Linked DNA regions of Danio rerio: region 1 is linked to region 2. The links are chromatin contacts, called in public Hi-C maps. All regions are on one chromosome and are shown on one strand. The core of a region is the stretch at or near the end of the contact, and the rest is flanking DNA. Distances in the headings are between cores, read along the strand shown.

The links. Hi-C and Micro-C count contacts between places; a contact is called where the count stands out from the background.
Region 1: a Hi-C map of an unstated tissue shows a contact between it and region 2, with 3 times the contacts expected there. The contact joins two enhancer-like sites. A contact is called at or near these places in 2 of 18 Hi-C or Micro-C datasets (hematopoietic stem cells and an unstated tissue).

What each region holds. Positions count from the first base shown.
Region 1 is chr17:19,060,290-19,065,712 of GRCz12tu, reverse strand. No RefSeq gene overlaps it. Among named protein-coding and RNA genes, the nearest start is that of sptlc2a, 10 kb to the left of the region's middle. Within about 2 kb of position 1,927, at least 12 of the 62 cell types and tissues checked have an H3K27ac peak or open chromatin away from gene starts, as enhancers often do.
Region 2 is chr17:18,559,015-18,565,341 of GRCz12tu, reverse strand. All of the region lies in intron 10 of nrxn3a (neurexin 3a), which reads left to right. Among named protein-coding and RNA genes, the nearest start is that of nrxn3a, 150 kb to the left of the region's middle. Within about 2 kb of position 4,566, at least 5 of the 62 cell types and tissues checked have an H3K27ac peak or open chromatin away from gene starts, as enhancers often do.

The DNA.
Region 1 (5,423 bases), core at 678-3,177, 500 kb before region 2:
GCACACAATCAAATTGTGTTGTGACAACATGAAAGAATTAAGGTAGCTTATTATTTTTTTATATAAATTTAAGTAGATTGAACACAAAACATTTAAGCTGTTGCAAAAAAAAAGCCTCAAGAATTGTGTTATTTCAGCTCAATTTAAATAAGTAGCTTGAACAAACAACAAATGTCATTTTTTAGGGTACACACATACATGTATTGATCATAAATCAATGTTACACTCAATATTTCTATAAAAATACTCACAAAAAAGTTTTGTTTAAAAAATTAACAATATGTATTTTTTCACATTTTCTCTCGTGCATTTTGCCATTTGTAAATATTTAGTGTTGTAATCAGGGATGGGCAGTATGTATTTCAAACACAAAATAGTATTTTGTCATTTGTATTTGATAAGGTTTGTAAATGGGTTAATATTTTGTATCAAAATACTTTGTTGTCTTGTATTTTTTTTTTATTTTTAAAAGACTGTAAAATATTTTATAAGAATATTGACGTCATAAAAATGCGACCTCTGTTTGGTGCTTTAGACCAGAACATTGATTAATATTTAAGAAGGTGTTCAATGCATGCATAGAAATTCTACAACATACATAAAGAAAAAAAACAGACAAATGGGTATATTTGGGAGCAAGTCCACAATCATTGAAAATAGTATACTGCACAATGCTAAGACCAGTGATATTTCATTGAAGTGTAGTGTACAATGCATCAGCATATTCGCCTAGAAAATGAGATGTAAAATATCAGTGTAATGCAGAGCCTACAGCACAATCATTCTCAGTCTCAGTGCTGCAGGTGGAAATGCAGAGAAGGTTGAGAAATTAAAAAACACCTAAAGATGGTGTACAAGAATGATATACAGTATATTATAATATATGGGTGTTTTTTTTTAACTGGGGAAAGGGTTAAAACACTCAAATTGTTCAAACTACTTATTTAAAATGAGCTGAATCAACACAATTTCTGAGATACATTTAACACTGAGGTATTTGGTATTTTATTTTAAAAAAATACATTTCAATGTATTTTTGCCCATCCCTGGTTGTATTTTTTTTTAGCATTTTATATAAATAAAATAGCTGTATTTTTCATTTAGATTTTATATTAACTGTAAAAAAGCCACATTTAACACAATTCCTCCATGTTGTCCCAACACAAGTAATTGTTTTTAAAAATTTAGGTAGATTTAACATAAAACAGTTATGTTATCACAAAAATACACTCAGGAATTGTGTTGATTCAGCTCATTTTAAATAAGTTTGAACAATTCAAATGTTTAGACCTTCTTCCTAATAAAAAATACCCATATGTTTTAATATATACTGCAACATAATCTTTGTGGATTTTTCAGAAAAGTCCAGGTCAAGTAACAGCACACCTCTTTACAATAAACTGCACAATTTGAGGTATGATTCATGTCTTTGAGAACAAGTTACACACCTCCACTTTAATGCTTTGGATTAAGGGTTTGTTTAAATCCCTAATCTGAAGCCTACATAACAATAATTGTTATGTTGGATTTGGCAAGTGCCACTAATAATTAGGCCCCTAAAGATGACAGCAGTTGATTTACACGGTGCACATCCCTGTTACATAAATATGCAGATGACAGTGCTGAACGACAGGAACATGTCGTCTGGATGATTCAGTATTCAGAGCATGTTATCAGGCGCTCTCCGGCAAAACACACGTGACAGGAGGGGGAAAAAAAGAGCTACATTACAAACCACATCCCAAAACCTATTACAGCAAGCGGAGAATTCACTCCACTGAACAGCAGAAATGATGAAGAAGAAGAAGAAGAAAAAAAGCAGACTGAAATGAAGGATCTTCAACAGGAGCTCATCCTCTCTCTCCCCCCCCAGAGGAAGGAAAAGCTGAGGAAGCACAACACGCTAGAGCTCCTGCTGATCTGCTGGAAGTGTTTTGGATTCCCCGACACACACTTTCCAGCTTTCATTTCCTCCCACTTTCCTGTTTGCTTTAGGACATTTGGAAGGAAACCTCTGTCTTCCTGGAGCCCGTTATCAGATGATGACACATGAGGCCCTGTGCAAACAAACGCAAATGATTTGGAGCCTCTAGACGACAAAAATAAGTAATAAATAGTTAAAATTAACAAATAATATATGTTTTGGTGCAGATTATAGTAATTGAATGATTAACATAAAACATAACATAAATTCTACATTTTAAAACACACATTTAATTAGTCTTTAATAATATGATAATATATGACAAAATGTATTTAATTTAAATTAATAAATATATTTTATATTAATAGTTAATTTATATTTAAAGGGCACCTATGAAAAATCAACTTTTGGAAGCTGTTTAGACAGAACTGTGAGTAGGTATAGTGTGTCGACTATCATATTTCTGCCTGATGATAGCAGTGTGTTCCTTTCAGCAGTTGCATAAATCATTTTGTAACCTTTAAGCGACAGTGTTCACAGAAAACAATCAATTATGACAAACACGATACAGTGGCATATTTGGGAATAGTTTTAATTAAAAGTGGCAACTGCAAAAACAGGTTTTATTGTGAAGAGAAAATCATAGATCTAGACAGTCTCTTTATCTGATAGTTTGATCAGAAGCCTTTAATTCTTTTTCTATTTATCAGATTGTGAATCGTGTGTGTAAACATGTTTGTGCTGAAGCTGGCTTTCCTCAGGGGATAATCAAACCCAATAAAATCACCGGCTTAGGTTTTTTTTTTTATTTAAAATGTCCTTTAGGGGTCGCTAATGGACTATAATAGTCACCACAGACAAACTGCTTTCAAATCAGTGAAGCAGTCAGCATAGATGTAAATTTCCATAAAATATTTATTTTTTTGTTATTTAAACTAAACAAATAAATAAATTATCTTTAAACAAAATCTACAATATACTGTTTATATATGTTAACACTCTAACTCTCTAATATATATATATATACATACATACATACATACATACATACATACATACATACATACATACAGTGTTCAGTATAATTGAGTAAACCCCATTTTGGAAATGGATATTTTATTCATTTGTCAGTTTATTTTGGTGCATCTAAACAAAACATATTTATTAAACAGATATATTAATTAAAATAATATTTAGTTACCAAACATATTTGGAAATTGAAAAATAATACAATTATATTCAAGCAAAAAATATTTTTTTTAAATCTATTTTCTATTTTAGATCAATTTAAAGCTTTTCTTCTCTTAAATTTTTTTTAATGTTTATTTAATATTTTTCTATAACATATAAATTTGGGTGTGCTAGTTTTTGGACCGTTATTGTATATATACAAACAAGAAAAAATAATAACCATACAAACAAGAAAAATAAATAAATACATTTTTATTGATCTTTGATCAATAAAAAAATACAAACAAGAAAAAATAATAACCATAATATAATAAGTATAATATAATATAATATAATATAATATAATATAATATAATATAATATAATATAATATAATATAATATAATATAATATAATATAATATAATATAATATAATAAAATAATAAAAAACATTCCAAATACATTTTTAAACACACTTACAATATTTACATCACACTAACATTTATATAATGTATAAAATAGTCACTTATATTTTTTAATGCATAAATCAATCACTTTTACAATTTTCATATTTCTAAATAAGTAGTTTTTTAATGTATAAATAAATAAATAAATAAATAAATAAATAAATAAATAAAATCCTGCATTTCTTCACCAAATATACTAGCTATTTATTCACACATGATGCTCCAAACAGCATGTTTTTCATACGGTTCACATCCCAAGAGGCTGTGAAAACGCAAACCTTTTCCTTCTTTATTTTAGGCCCTTTTATCAAAAGAGCAGTTATGGCCTAAATAATGTGAAAGGTAACACAGTCACATCAAAGCCAGCAGTGCATACAGCAGGCATCTATAATGTTCTCTGGCGAACTGCATTACTCTCCACATCGAACCCGGACACAATTACAGCAGCCCTGCAACAATTTCACAGCGCGACTGTGGCCACTCAGCACATAGAGTTGCCATGGGAAACAGCGTGATTGAAAAAGACAAATTACAGGCTGCCAAAAGAGAAGAGAGAGATGGAGACAAGAAAAAAAGAGAGCATTTTGTTCTCTGCAACATGCAAGATATTTGATAAAATGCAAACAATTGTCTTTTCACCTTTAGGTAGTCTGAAGTATCATAGTTAAATACTTTCAGAAGGTAAGATTTTGCAGACACGGTGCACAGCAGAACCTAAACTGTGAAATTAAAAAGGGTTTAATCTTACATTTGTTCATTTATTCATGTTATGAAAAGGTTAAAAAGTAGCAAAGTTTACAAAGTATTGGTGCAATTTCACTACTGCAAATTTTTACACCAATAGTGACACAAATATAAACAATTATGTATTTAATGGACCCATTATTGACTCATTAATGTTTTCTGGAGAATAACTATTGTATTTTTACTATGCACTTTTGTTTGTACCTTATTAGAATATCATTTCATTTCTGTTGTTTTGTTGTATCAGTTTTATTGTTGTTTGTTTGTTTTCGCATTTGACTAAAACTATAAAACTAAAATAGTTCTGTTCATAGAAATAAAATGGATATTAACAGAAAAATTGAATAAATAAAAATGTATTTTATAGATTTTCAAGAATTTTAATGTATATACACTACTCGCCAAAAGTTTGGGGTCAGTAGAATTTTTATATGTTTTAAAATAAGTATATTCTGCTCACCAAGGCTGCATTTATTTAATCGAAAATTTATTAAAAATTTTAAAATGGTAAAATGTTGTTGCACTATAAAATAACTGTTCAAAAGTAGATAATAATTTAATTTATTAATTTATTGCATTGATTTCAAAAAAGGATTTTTAGCCTCATTACTCCAGTCTTTAGTGTCACATGAACCTTCAGAAATCACTCTAATATTATAATTATTATTGTTATAAATATTATTAATAATATTTGTATTAATGGTAATAGTAATAAAAGCAATAATGACTGGAGTAAAAATTTCATTTGAAACTACGTATAAGAAAGCAGTTATTTAAAACGTTAGGAAATGTTTTATGATTTGTTTTACATTTAATAAATGCCGCCTTGATGAACAGAATCATTTTCTTTAAAAAAAAAAAAGAAAAAAAAAACTGACCCCAAACTTTGGACCACTAGTGTATACATATAAAGCTGAAGTCAAAATTATTAGCCCCCTGGATTATTAGCCCCTTTGTATCCAACCACCCCCCCCCCCCCAGTTTCTGTTTCAACACATTTCTAAACATAGTTTTAATAACTCATTTTCAATAAATGATTAATTTTACCGTTGACATGATAACAGTAAATAATATTTGACTAAATATGTTTCAAGACACTTCTATACAGCTTAACGTG
Region 2 (6,327 bases), core at 3,317-5,816:
ACACACATACATTAAATATTACACTACACCATTTAAGGGTTAATTTATACAACAACAGTGTTGCCAAAAATGTATATATATATATTTTTTTGCAATTTGAAAAAAACAAAATCACATTTACTTCACAATGTTTTCAAACTATCTGCGTTTACATATATCCATGAAAGCTGCTAAAAATGTTGTATTATATACGTCAAGGCCAGTGTTTTAAAGTGATGTAAAAAAACGAAAGCAACGGTGGCTTGGCTTTTGCTTCTTATATTATTTGCTATGAGTGTAAGGTGCCGTCTCTGCTTTTGGCGGTTTTGTGAAGTAAATCCATACTTTGTTGATGAAGCTTTAGCAAACAGTTGAGCAACAACACTACTTCACCATTGTTGTTTTATTGTGTCCGTGTATTATTAGCCATGTGTGTAAGGTGCGTTTTTTTTGGTTGTTTTGTGACGTAAATCCATATTTTGTTGATGAAATGTTTAGCCATGGGCAGGTATAAGATTCTGACGGTATGATAACCTTGAATAAAAATATCACGTTTTCACTGTTTGACGGTATTGTGATCACTGCTCTAAAATATATTCTTTTTTAAATTTCTGGGTAAAAAACAAAAAACTTTTTGTCCCCTTTGAACACAATATATTTTATTTTGAGAAACATTTAAGATATTTTGGAACAGTAAACATGTCAGCCTAAATTCAAATCATTCATTGACTTCTGTTCTCTTCACTAGTTTCAAAACCAAAGATTTCTTTACAATTTAAAACGGCATCTTTAGATATTTTTTTCTGCTGAAGAAAATGTTGGCCTAAAAAACAAAAACAATGTAAGTAAAAAATCATACACATTCCTTAGGAATGGTATAGCAGAACTTCTGATGGTTTTCAAACCCCTTTATACCTTGAAAACGGTTATCGTCCTATGCCTAAAAGCATTAGCAAACACTTGAGCAACAACACTACTTCGCCAATGTTGTTTATGTTTGTTTGCGCTTGGCTTTAATCCACAATCCTCTAAACACATTCTACATGCGTACAAGGTCATTATTTTCAAAGAATAATACGCAAAAATGTCTGCGTTTTCCAAAACTTCCATTTTGAAACTGTTTTTTCAGTTTATGCATTTTTAGTCACCATAACACCATTGTTGTGTAAACAAACAGGCAAAACTTTTTGGCTATAAACAGACCCTAAATGATCTGTTGCATTTGCAGACCCACCACACTCACAGATGATAATGTTTTACACTCGTACCGGAATATGAGGAAAGTAGCTACATTAGTTTTTATTAAATAAATAAATTTGGTTGTTAAATTGTTTTGAAAACAATATTCATTCCAAAGGAGAGACATTGTCTTGATTTGTTGTTTATCATCAAGGCCAGTGTAACTTTGTGTTTGATTTGTTATATGTAAATGCATTTTTTCAGATGTTTTTTTTTTACTTCGGTATAACTTATATTGATCATATAACATGTGTTTTATTTAATATTGGTGTAAAAATAATTTTTATTCAAGTTTAATAGTTGTAAATTTGAAGATTTTAATTATTTGCCCCCAATATTTTTCTCTCAATGAAATTTAATAGCCTACTTGCTGTTTTTAATAAATGAAATAATAATAATAGTAATGATAATAAATTGTAAATAAATGATAAATAATAATTGTATATATTGCAATTTTATAGTTTGTTTTGGATAATGTGATTGGAGATCTTTTTCTGAAATATAAAGGTCGGGACGGATCGTTTTCATTTTAAAATGCTGTGGTAAAATGAAAAGTATAAAATTAACCTTAGCTGTCTCTCACAGATCTGCTACATTTTTCAGATCACAAGTGTTGGCAGTTTCAGAAACATTTAGAAGCAAAAGAGAGGGCCTTGATCTGATGAAACTGCGCTGTTACACCACCCCTTCTGTAGTATAATCTACGCCAATCACTATCATTCCTGCTTTCCTCACTTCTAAAATTTTAAATGAACCATAAAACGACAAGGAAGACCGCACAGTAGGGAAGCAGCAAGAGAGTCTGCATAAGAAAGACAAGAAATATGGAAAATGTGGCGTAGCGTTTAGCATATGTGCCCGTAAGTGATGTGGAGCTGCGGTGCCCATACAAGTAATTCAGAGTTAAAAGCAACCTGCTTTGCTTCAATTTTACTAAACCAAATCCTCCCCTCCAAAGATAACACATATGAATATTATGAATATAAACAAACAACATCATTTCACAACTTTATTTTATTTTGTAAAATCAGAAGTACTTAAATAGTATTTTAAAAAAATCGAATTGGAATGTTACCGTTTTCCCATATTTTAAAAACATTCTTTTATTAACCGAAAGTAAAAAAATAAATGAATTATTACAGTAATATAAAATAAATAAATGATATAAAAATGAAATAACATTGAAACATTAGCAACATGTCTTTACTGATGCTAGCTTAAGTTTAAGGTTGTCTATGTTTGTATGCCTGCGTGCATGCATGTGTGTGCATGTGAAAATTAAAAGACCATTTCAAGGTTATTAAGGTTATTATAAGTTGTCTGGATTTGGCATTTATTGACCATTAAAATGTGGTCATGTCATTGACCCATGAACATTTCCACCTATGAACATTTCCTCCTTGTCAAACTATTTCAAAACTAGTAACAAGAGGGAATTTAATCATAGCTGGCACTACTTGACAAGGGTCTTGCTGTCGATCCCAAGTTGTTAGAGCAACAAATAATAGCTTGACTTCTAATTGATTATTTGGGAAAAGTGGTAGAAGGTAGATTTTTCTGATGAATCATCTGTTGAACTGCATTCTAATCATCACAAATACTGCAGAAGACCTATTGAAACCTGCATAGACCCAAGATTCTCACAGAATCAGTAAAGATTGGTGAAGGAAAATAAATGATATAGACAGCCAGATCTCACGAGAAATGTAAGTATTTTGCTCTTTGTCAGTTTACCCCGCTCCTAAACCCCACCGTCATTGGGTGATGAGCAAATCGTACTAGATTGTACTAATTAGATCATACAAATTCATAGAAATTAGCCACTAAATCAAAAAGTTACGAATTGCCGTGATATTGCGTTACATTCAGTATGGGGGCGTGCGAGAGATTGCAGAGAGGATGGCAACATCAACAGCCTGAGGGATCAAGACGTGTGGTGCCCATTACTGTACATTACAAACCACAAGAGAGGGCAAATTCTTCAGCAGGATAGTGCTCCTTCTCATACTTCAGCCTCCACGTTAAAGTTCCCGAAAGCAAAGAAGGTCAAGGTGCTCCAGGATCGGCCAGCCCAATTACCAGACATGAGCATTATTGAACATATCTGGGGTAAGATAAAGGAGGAGGCATTAAAGGTGAATCCAAAGAATCTTGATGAACTCTGGGAGTCCTGCAATTCTTTGCCATTCTGCAGTCGTCCAAGCTCATGGTAGTCATACACAATATCAGTTCTTCTTTCACTGCAGGATGACTTTATATTCCTATACTGTGCATTATTTCTGTTAAGTGACAAGACTTTTGTCTAAGCAAAGTCAGACATTACTGTCCTAATTAAATAAATAAAAATCAAGGCATGGTCATATTTTATTTTGGTAAAATAAGCGTAATCTAGAGGCCTTTGCCTTTCATCTAAGCCACTTCTGGTACCAAATGATTAACTAGAAGTCAAGCTATTATTTGTTGTTCCTAAAACTTGGATAGGTGACACAACTTTTGTCAGGTAGTGTATTGTTAAAACAGCTGCCATAATATTATTTTTTAATATGTAACTCTTTTTGGATTCTTGGAAGCTATAGAAATTAAAAATGTAAAACACATTGGGACCATTGTTTTTGTTTACATCTCTCTAAATTGTCTGAATTATGTGTTCGTTAATTTTAAATAAGTATATTATAATTTAAAATGTCTATTTACAAAAAAAAAAGACTAGGTCAAAATTAAAAAAGTATTAAGATAAAATGTTTTATATATGTTTTATGTTTTATACTGTATGGAATATAGTGTATACTATATGTATGTGTGCAGTAAAAAAATGTGTATATATATATATATATATATATATATATATATATATATATATATATATATATATATATATATAAAATTATTAATATTATTTTAAATTCTATATAAGATTTTTACTTTATACATATATATGTATATATATTGTTTTGAGTGCCTCTCAGTTTTTGATTGCGGACTTTGGCGCCTGGCATTTCTGTGACATTGAAATCCCTTCTGACACATGAGATTACAGAGGTTGTCTTAGTAGAGAATGAAAGTGTCCATTAACTCTCTCTTTCATTGCTGTCTAGAAGTAATAATAAATATTAAAGAGATTTGTGACTTTTATTTGTGCCTCTCTCTTCTATCTTTGACTGTCTCCAATAAAAAAACGAAACCCAAGAAGAGAGGGATTCATGAAGGGCTTGTGGGTTTGCTGTAAGCGCTGCGGCTCTGCGGTTGAAAACAGTTTATTTTCAGTGGCAGGAGAGTTATTGAACTGTTTCTAATCCAGCTCTGAAGCTAAATGAGTGCAGACGAGAGCGGCTGAAACATAACAGAGTAAATCCTTTTGTGCCGGCGCTGGGAGGAGCAGGCAGAGGAGGACGTGCCGGATGGATTCTGTCCTCCTCTTCTCGTTTTTTTTTTTTTTTTTTTTTTTTTTAAGGCGGCTCTAAATTATTCAAATTGTTGCTGCAGTATGGCTACCGTTCGCTATTTATGGCAACTGCGGGTGTCAGAAAGCCCCCTTCAGGGTTTCACTATGAAGCAATCCCGGGCCACACCAAACATCTTAAGGAACTCGGACCATTGTGGAAAATTGACATGGTTATGGAGGATTGAGAACAGTAATATTAGTTAAAGTCAATATTCAGTGAGTGATGGTGTTAACTGTAATGTTTTTAGTATGTTTTAATGGTTAATACATAGTTGTTGTACCCTTCAAAACAATACACAACAATGATATTGAAATCTTATGGCCTCTGCTGCCATCTAGTGCCAAGTAGAGGAGTTGTTAAGCTGTTGTTGTGGTCAAGCCATGAAAATAGAGGACGTTTTAAGGACACTTGCTGTCTTCTGGGTACTTGTTGTGTTTGGTGCTATGCATATGCAAAGATGTAGTTCATTTCTAAGACTGTTCATACTTACAGGCTGTGTTTTAATTATACAACATTCCTCTATTGATGTATGGGTCAAAGATAGAGGTTTCAAGCATTAAACAGTAAAAATGTATACATTTCCCCTTCATACATTAGAATATGTCCTGTTTTCTTCTGAGCCAAAAAATGACTCTTACATGTTTACTGGATTTCCATATAACATCCACTAAAGTGTAAGTGGATGACATTAAAACACTTAAGGGTCATTTTATGCTGTTTAAACTTTAAATAAATGTATCTGTTGTGCTTAATGATGTTTTTATCGCAATTAGTGGTGTTATGTGAAACATTAAAGAAGACTTTTTACTAGCAGTGATGACTTCTACATTATTATTTTTGTACATTTAGTTGATATGGATATTAAAATAGGATGTCTCATTTATTGACCTTTTTGAAAGTGTACTTTATGGCCATTCAAAGGGATAGTTCATCGTAAAATTAAAATTATGTCATCTTTTACACACACTTGACTTGATCCTAACCAGTTTGATTGATTATTTATTATTATTTTGTTTATTTTTTTATTTGAAGAATGTTTTTAAACCTGTAACCATTGACTTCCAAAGTATTTGTTTTTCCTACTATGGATGTGAATGGTGACAGGTTTACAAAATAGTGCAAAACAACTTATTTTGTGTTCAACAGAAACAAAAGGGTGAGTAAATGATGGCAACTTTTATTTTTGTATGCACCTTTGCTTTGAGAAAAATCATAGATTCATTTAGTTTTTAAGACTTAAAACTATTACAATTTACTATTACTTAAAACTATTGGACAATTACGAATTAATATCGTCCCAAACCCCTTTAGATGAAGTTAATCTTATTCAATCATCTGTTTTATTTATGAATTATTTATTTTTGTTTTATTTATGAATAACATGACAATAACATGAATTTCACATGCAGACCAAAGGCTTGGAAAAAGATTTAATTCAAAGATATAGTCACATTTAAGATTCTCTTTTAGGTTTGTTTACGATTTATCAGTTGTTTGATTGCAAAAAAAAAAAAAGTCCCTTATGATAAAATCATGCTCATTGAGATTGACCCTTTGTCATGTATAAGCACATGTAATGTCTCTGTCTTGTTGGAGACTGCATTAACATCATCTAGGTTATTTGCTCTTCTCCTGTGATGCATGAGTTAGCATGCATATGATAGTG